Linked DNA regions of Triticum aestivum: region 2 is linked to region 1. Evidence: chromatin contacts called from public Hi-C data. All regions are on one chromosome and are shown on one strand. The core of a region is the stretch at or near the end of the contact, and the rest is flanking DNA. Distances in the headings are between cores, read along the strand shown.

What was found. Hi-C and Micro-C count contacts between places; a contact is called where the count stands out from the background.
Region 2: a Hi-C map of an unstated tissue shows a contact between it and region 1, with 10 times the contacts expected there. The contact joins the promoter of LOC123166538 here to the promoter of LOC123165859 in region 1. A contact is called at or near these places in 4 of 5 Hi-C or Micro-C datasets (leaf and an unstated tissue).

Annotation. Positions count from the first base shown.
Region 1 is chr7D:542,068,631-542,072,438 of IWGSC CS RefSeq v2.1, forward strand. LOC123165859 (probable E3 ubiquitin-protein ligase RHG1A) reads left to right here and starts at 1,459. Exons shown (of 6, transcript XM_044583599.1): 1 at 1,459-1,616; 2 at 2,782-3,808. The coding sequence starts at 2,801.
Region 2 is chr7D:542,340,249-542,344,053 of IWGSC CS RefSeq v2.1, forward strand. LOC123166538 (peroxidase 45) reads right to left here and starts at 1,636. Exons shown (of 3, transcript XM_044584345.1): 1 at 1,297-1,636; 2 at 839-1,196; 3 at 150-722. The coding sequence starts at 1,518. The coding sequence ends at 349.

The sequences.
Region 1 (3,808 bases), core at 209-2,708:
AGAGCGCACAAGGTGTTGGAGATCAGAAGGTAGCGAGGTGCAAGAGTAGACGAAGAGAAGGTGGGGCTATGAGGACGTCGAGCAGAGGAGGCTACCGGTGCTGACGAGAGGGAGGAGCTACGAGGAAGACAAAGACAAAGACAAAAGCATGAAGAATAGTGGGTTGCACATTTGCCCTATGGCGTGAATGCCGAACACATTGAATTTCATATTAAATCGGCTAAAATAATGAAAGCAAAAATAACTTATCATAATTAACCTTGCAATATATGGTATACTGTTAAGTAATAATAAACCAAATAAGATAACACACCCAATCAAATTAGTTATCCAAAATTCTCATCTAGATGGGACACAGCTATTCTTAGCTCGAGCTCAAATGAGCCTGTATGAACAGTAAATTCGTAAAAAATTCTGAATTTTTTTGGGTGTGAAACATTGGCAAATTTTTTGAGTGCCTGCAAAATTTCATCATGAAATCACATTTGTGGAAGTGGTGGCAATAAAAACAAAATCGGTGCTGCAAAAAAATCATTTTCAAAAGCATTTTGGCTTCCAGGAATGCCATTTGAATGTGAAAATTTGCAGGTTCTTAAAACATTTGTTAAAGTTTATCACACAAAAATTTCAGTTTTTTTGAATTTTTTCATTTTCTTTCGAATTTACTGTTCACCCGAGCTCAAAGAGCAGAAAGACACTTTCGATCTAGATGCTCTATGGCGGGAAAGAGGATTAGAGTGCACAGGATGCTGGAGAAGAGAAGTTAGCGAGGTGCAAGGGTTGAGAGGACGTCGAGCAGCGATGACGAGCGGGGGAAGATAGGTGGAAGACGAAAAGGTGTGAGGAGGAGGAATAGCGGGTTGTGCACTTGCCCTAAGGCTGGTGCATCAGTCACATCCTTTCATGAATCTTGTCCAAAAATAACTCACCATAATTAACCTTCTGATATACGTTTTCTACTACTAAAAAAAATATACATTTTCTGCTGTTAAATGACAGTAAACCAGATGAGATGACACATTAACACACCAAATCAAGTCAATCATCCCAAAATCAATGTTGTCTTTTTTAGGATAAATATCACTAGAGTTACTAGTATACACCTACACAGAAGCTAAAGTTCGGCTACTTGTTTTTTTAATACAGTACAAATACAAATGTTTATATATAAATACATACACTCATGTTTTTATGAACACGCACGCCCTATCTTATGACCATTTGTTTTCTTGAAAACCGGCGGCGCCAACCCACCCCGTGCGCGTCCCCGCCGACGCGGTCAAGCCCTCCGGCGCACGCACGCACGCGCACCACGACGGACCCTGTCCGGCGTGCGCGCCACCACCCACTGACTCACACGGCGCGACCGCACCCGCGACGCGTGCGCCCTGTCATCGCGCCACGTGGCCGCGATGGGGCTCCGCTAGCCACCGTGCGCCCGACCCGCTACGGCCAGCCGCTAAATAAATCGCCTCGGATCTGACCAAATCCTCTCCGTCCGGACCGCACGCCGTCTCCCCCGTTTCCATTTCGCGAGGAGAAGAAAACGAGGGGGCAAGGGGAGGACAAAGAAACGGGGTCGGCGCCGCCGCCGCCGCCGGTTCGAGGTGGAGAAGGTACGAAATGGATGGATGCGCGCTCAGCGTGCCTTCGGTTCGATTGTCGTACGTGGGGGGAGAAGCGAACGAGCTTTGGGAATCTCTGTTCCCTTGATCGTTTCTTCCCTTCGTTTGTGTTAGTGTGGGGATTTTGTTCAGGATGAGAGGGTCTACCTTCCGCCCCGTTTGCCGTGGGCGTGTCGATCATTTGGGCTTTGGATTGGTCGATTTTTCCTGCGGATTTCGTTTTTTCCTCCCTCGGGTTGGGCCGCTACATGGTTGTTGCGCCGGCGATCGTTTTGATTCCAGATGCATACATACTCCTATTATGTAGTAATCTGTGTTTGTTTACGAGCTGAGGGGAGAGGGGAGGGATTCTTAAATTCTATGGGCGCATGATCCTCTCGTAATGATTCAGAAGGCAGAGGGGACTTGTTGTTTCTATTGCGTTTTCTGTTATTCTTTACGCGATTGAGTATTCTGCGAACATTTCTTCGTTTGTAAATCGATAGGCAGTTTTTCCTGTTTGTACATCTACAAATAAATTACTACTGTATGTGGTATGATGTTTGCACATGACATAGTTATCCATGACCCAAGTGTTTTTATATTGTGTGGGTGGTCCCAGACTGTCTTTTGTTTGAAGCACGAAAAAATTCTGCATAACTGTATCACAATCTAAACTGTTATATGGAGCTTTCGATCAAGTCAGTTTCATTCAACTGCTAATTCCAATTGGTTTTGGCCTTTTCGGACAATGAACAGATGATGGCCAAGAGGCAGATAGGACAATGAATAGAGGGTCTTATTTCGTTCCAATTTTGTTACGAAAATCTATTGAGTACATTTTAGGAAATATTTTCTAATATATTTTTTGTCTGCTTAAAATGAAAAAACCGAAGAGCGGCCGTTGAACTTGTAGCGCCGCTACAACCTAGCGATTTGATATAATTTCATAAACATAGGTGAATATAGCTTCCTTGGAGTGGAGCTGAATGTTCTTAACTAACAGTAGGTGCAAAGTTGGATTGTTTGGTGCTATTGGAGATTTGTATCATTACCTTCTTCCCATTTTCTTACGTGAACTGTATCATTTCTACATGCGGATTTACATATTTGAGGTTACCTTTCTGACTGTTTGTGGCAACATCAGTTCCTAACTTTCATTGCATTGTGGCTGCAGAAGTGTAACACAAGTTGCCATGGAGGAGAACGCCGGTAGATCCACCACAACAATTGGCCTTCTAAGAAGGGGTTCTGGCGTCTCCTTGAGAAATCAAAGCAATGAGGAGAGACCAAATCAGTTCCAGAATAAGCCAGGGAACACCACAAAAGCAACATGGGCTGGCAACAAGGAAAAGCCGGGGTATTTGCGTGACTCTTTTAATTCTTCAGGATCCAAGTCTGTATCTGCAAGCTCTTCAAAAGCTCCTGTCAGAAAGAATTATGACGAAAAGCTAAGGCGCCCATTGTCGGCACAGTTTAACAATGCTGAAAGTAGTAACAGAAGAACTGTTGTCAACCGTCTGCAGAGTAGCAAGAAAGCTATTGCTGATGAGGAGGATGGGCATCCATGTGCTCAGCAGATTGAGTCAGAAGATTCATCATCCACATCAACCACTGGGGATCAGCCAACAGGGCTAGATCCTGAAGTCTTAGGTTCATCTGTTTCTTCAGGGAGTTCTTCACATGTAGTTGATTCTGTGGCGAGAAATACTGCATTGAGGACTAAACCACGTAGGCAGAAGGATAAAGAGGAAATAGGTTTGGGTAAAACTCAAACTGCATCTACTTCTGTCCATCAGCCTGCTGGACCTCGCAATTTGGCCATTGGTGTGAAATCATCAAATGGTGCTGGTCCTGGTGTACAAAGGCGTGGTATAAAAAACCTTGGTTGCACATCAATCTCTGATGTTTTGCCGTCAGGCTGTTCTTCATCTAATTCTGTCCATAGTAAGAGGACTGAGATTACGAGAGAGAGGATTTCTGATGGGGAGACTTCTTCAAGACCAAGGGGCATAAGTGGGCAGCCTTCCTTGTATCCTGGCAGTACTGGTCCTAGAGTCAGAGACTCTGAACAATCAGCTTCTCAACAAACAACAAGGACTAGCAACAGAATTATTCGGGATTCTGCAGATTCAGTAAGGACTAGGCGTCCTTTTACTCAGCAGGCTAGGATGAGGATGCCAGATGAAACAGAGCAGGGCGTG
Region 2 (3,805 bases), core at 386-2,885, 270 kb after region 1:
GAAGTTAGGTCTGATATGATTTGCTTTTGGTGCCAGTCGCGGCCTAGCTAGATCGAGGCTAGAGCCATTATCATGCTATTTTGTGCTGGAGTCTGACTCGTTGTCACAAAAGACACCTGCATCCTCACATGATCGATCAAGACAACATGTCCAACAGTAAGGCATCAGAATTCGATCAGTCAAGGACATCTTACAGTCGATTAGTTGAAGACATCATGGGCTCCAAGAATCAAAGCCACATGCATGTATAACAACATGACCGATCTTATTGTAGTTGCGTCATTGACAGTTTTTTTTTTTTTTGAACTGTGTGAGCAACTGAGCAACCTGCCGGCGGCGACTCTGTAACTAATTCGTGTACCGGCAGTCGCGGCGTATCTCGCCGTCGGCCGCGGTCTTGACCCCGACCCTGCCGAGCTTGGTCATGGCGACGGTGAAGTCGTAGAAGAAGGTGCCCTGGTTGGACGCGTAGTAGTTCACGGTGCCCCGTGACCTCGGGTCCGTGTACAGCACCTGGTCGGAGCCCAGGAGGCCCCTGCCGCCCTGCAGGTTCTTGTAGTAGGAGTTGTCGAATCCCAGCGGCGTCGGGTCGAGGAACGCGGAGCTCTGGCTGCTGGTGCAGGTGCCCCGGAGCTGCGCGGCGAAGCCCGAGTCCATGGTCGGGTCGGTGCCGATCCTGGACTGGAAGAAGCTGCAGTCCGCCGCGCCCATGGTGTGGCCACCTGGATTCGCGCGCAAGTGATGCCATCGTGCAGCCAGCGAGATTGTCAAATGTCAACAGGTCGGCGTGTGTTGCAAATGGGGCGCAGAGGAAGTTGACGAGTACTAGTTCAGTCACCTGAGAGTGCGATCATGTCGGTCTGGGAGAGGCCCAGGCCTGAGAAGAAGGCGTTGAGCTTGTCGAGGTTGAAGTCGACGTGCGGCAGCACCACGCTGCTCTTCGTCGAGACCTTCCCGTCGTACCTGCCCAGCTCCACCTGGTAGTTCGGCCCTCCGCTCTGGACGACGGACTCTCGTGCGGCGAGGGCGAGTATGTCGGCGCAGGACACCTTGTAGCGGCACTGCGGGTCCTTGTCGACGGCGGCCTTGGCGTCCAGGACCGTCTGGAAGCCCTGTGGCTTCAGCGACTGGTCGTCCGGGCTCCGCCACTCGTCGTCGCCGTTCGAGTTGACGATCATGATCGACGCATCACAGCCCTGCACGCACAGCAAAGTACAGATACCTACGTCATCAGCTCATCAAGTCGACATGTATCTACAAGAGCGAGCTCAATCGGTCAGCGATCGGGTTGTGTACCCTGACGGCGCAGTCATGGAAGAAGAGCCTGAGCGTGGCGCCCGCGGAGATTTGGGATTGGGCCATGGACTGCCTGACGGAGTTCCGGACAATGGTCTCCAGGTTGGGGCAGATGCTGGCGTAGTACCCCGGCCTCAGCTGCGCGGCGGCCAACGGCGAGCGGAGCGTCACCACCACGACGACGGCGGCGGCGAGGGAGGCTAACCATCCAAGCTTCGCCATGGGTCTATCGGTCTCCCTTTCAATTGCTTCGCGAAGACTGTTGCCTTTGCGTGCTCTTCCAGAAGTGTGGCTGGCCGCGCCGGCTAGCTCGTGCCTTACCGGTTTTAGTTCGATCGAGGTATATGGAGGTTGCACGTGGGGTTATATAGCCCAGAGCCGGAGACCGACTGATCCGGTAGTGTGGCTTCTGCCCTAATCCAATCCTCGTCGCCTGAGCAACAGCTAGATATTTGCCACTTGGGGTCTGGACCGTCTGGTCAAAGTGGCATGTACGTAGGGGATGATGCTCGTGCATGGTGATCAAGGCACAGCTCATTTAACACGGTGTGTATAAATGTAACGGCCGGAAGTTCAGAGCAGAGGAATTGGTTATGCAGGTTGCAGCTATATAGACGTACGTGCCGTTGCACGCTGACGAACGAGCTGTTCCTTCTTCAGCCAGTACGCTGTTCGCCTTAACAAATGACAAACAAGGAACAGAATCTTGGTGCGAAGTGCGAACCGTTGGGCACTCCACCCAATCTTCATCTTAGTTGTGGTCGCTTTTGTGAGTTGTTAAGAGCATCTTCAATAGAAGATGTAGATGCAAAATTAACAAACTTTTGCATCATGAAGGCCAAAAAACGCTCCAACGGGTGTAGATGAAAAAAATATATATATCACATCACCTCCTCCTAGTGATGTACAACATTTGGAGATACAAATTTGCACCTTCACATCCGAGGTGATGTAAAACTCCAGTCATGTGACAAGCGCCGCTTCATTTTAGTTTCCCTGCCTGCCCGCCACTGCCGCCGGCGATTTCTGGCCGAAAACATTGTCACCGCCGCCCTTTCTTCCATCCTGACCCCGCCGTGACCCCACCTGCAATCCCCGCCGCCACCCGCACCGCCGAGGAGCTGCAGATTTGAGTCTGTCCCGCCGCACTTCTGCCGCCGCGCCGCTCGCCCATCGCACCACGCCGTCGCTGCCCTGCTGCCAGACCTGGCCGCTCCACCGCCGGTTCTGCGCTGCTCCGCCGCCGAATTGCCACCGCATGATTTGAGTTCCTCCCACCATCCCGCCGTCGCCGGATTCGAGCCGCACAACGGCCTCCACGCCACCGCTGCTTTTCCCCAGCAGACTCGACCTTCTCACACCGCACGACCGCCACCTGGCCTTCCCACCGCGACCAATCCGCCGCTCGATTCACAGCCACGCCGCCGCATTCGACCTCTCGGCTCTCGTCGCTCGGCCGCTGGCGCACCTGCTGCCGCCGCCGCTCCTCCCGGCTCTCGGCGCTCGGCTGTCGACGCTTATGCCGACTAGTTTTACTTCTTCAAATACATCATATCTTGGAGTAGGAGTTTTACATCACCAAATATACATCATCTGTTGGAGTTGAGACTTTTTTGAAGATGTAAAAATCACTTTTTGGTGATGTAAATTATCCAACACCTATTTTTACATCTCCAAATTTGCAACATCTATTGGAGATGCTCTTATCTAAACCCTATGGTGTACTGGAGATGCCGCTGCTAGAACATGAGAGTAATATCCACACATGCAGTCGAGAAGTCACCAAAATCCGCTGAAAAGACGATGCTTCATCGAAGGACACACCCTTATATCCCATGTAGTCGCTGCCACCCAAGGAAGGGCAAGCGGAGGACAACCACCCTTGACCTAGTACCCGAACCCCACTTCGAAGCAACTGCTGCAACTTCGGCACCGTCGCCAACTAAGATGTGCACCCAGATCTAGGATTCAAGCCACACAGACATGAGTTAGTAGACATGCCGACACTAATGGGGAAGCAAACCGCTGCATCGAGGACCCAAAACCGTGATTGATTTTGTGAGTCGCTACATAAACCCTATGGAACATCCTATTCACTTTCCCTCAACTAGTTTTTCCTCCTCAGCAACATCCTTCGTAGTCCAACCTCGTCTGCATTGGCATCACCGCACCTGTATCGTGTCGCCTCCATCTCCTCATGCTTTCCGACTATGTATGAAGCCTTCCATAGGGGTCAGTTTGCTATCATGTTCTTGCACTTAAGAACATGACTAAGTTGAGTGATTGCCATGTACACCGTACACATTACCATGATCCGTTGGGGAAACACGCAAGACCTTTTTGGAATTGTTCAGTGACCATCCACTTGTGAAGAGAAACACAAGTTTTGGTAGGTTTTTGCAGCAAATCGGGGAAGCTACGTACATTGAAGCTCGCTCTTTATGAAATACAGTATAACTTCCGCAAGAATCATGGAGTAGTGAAATTGTTAAGTTGTGATCCAAATTCC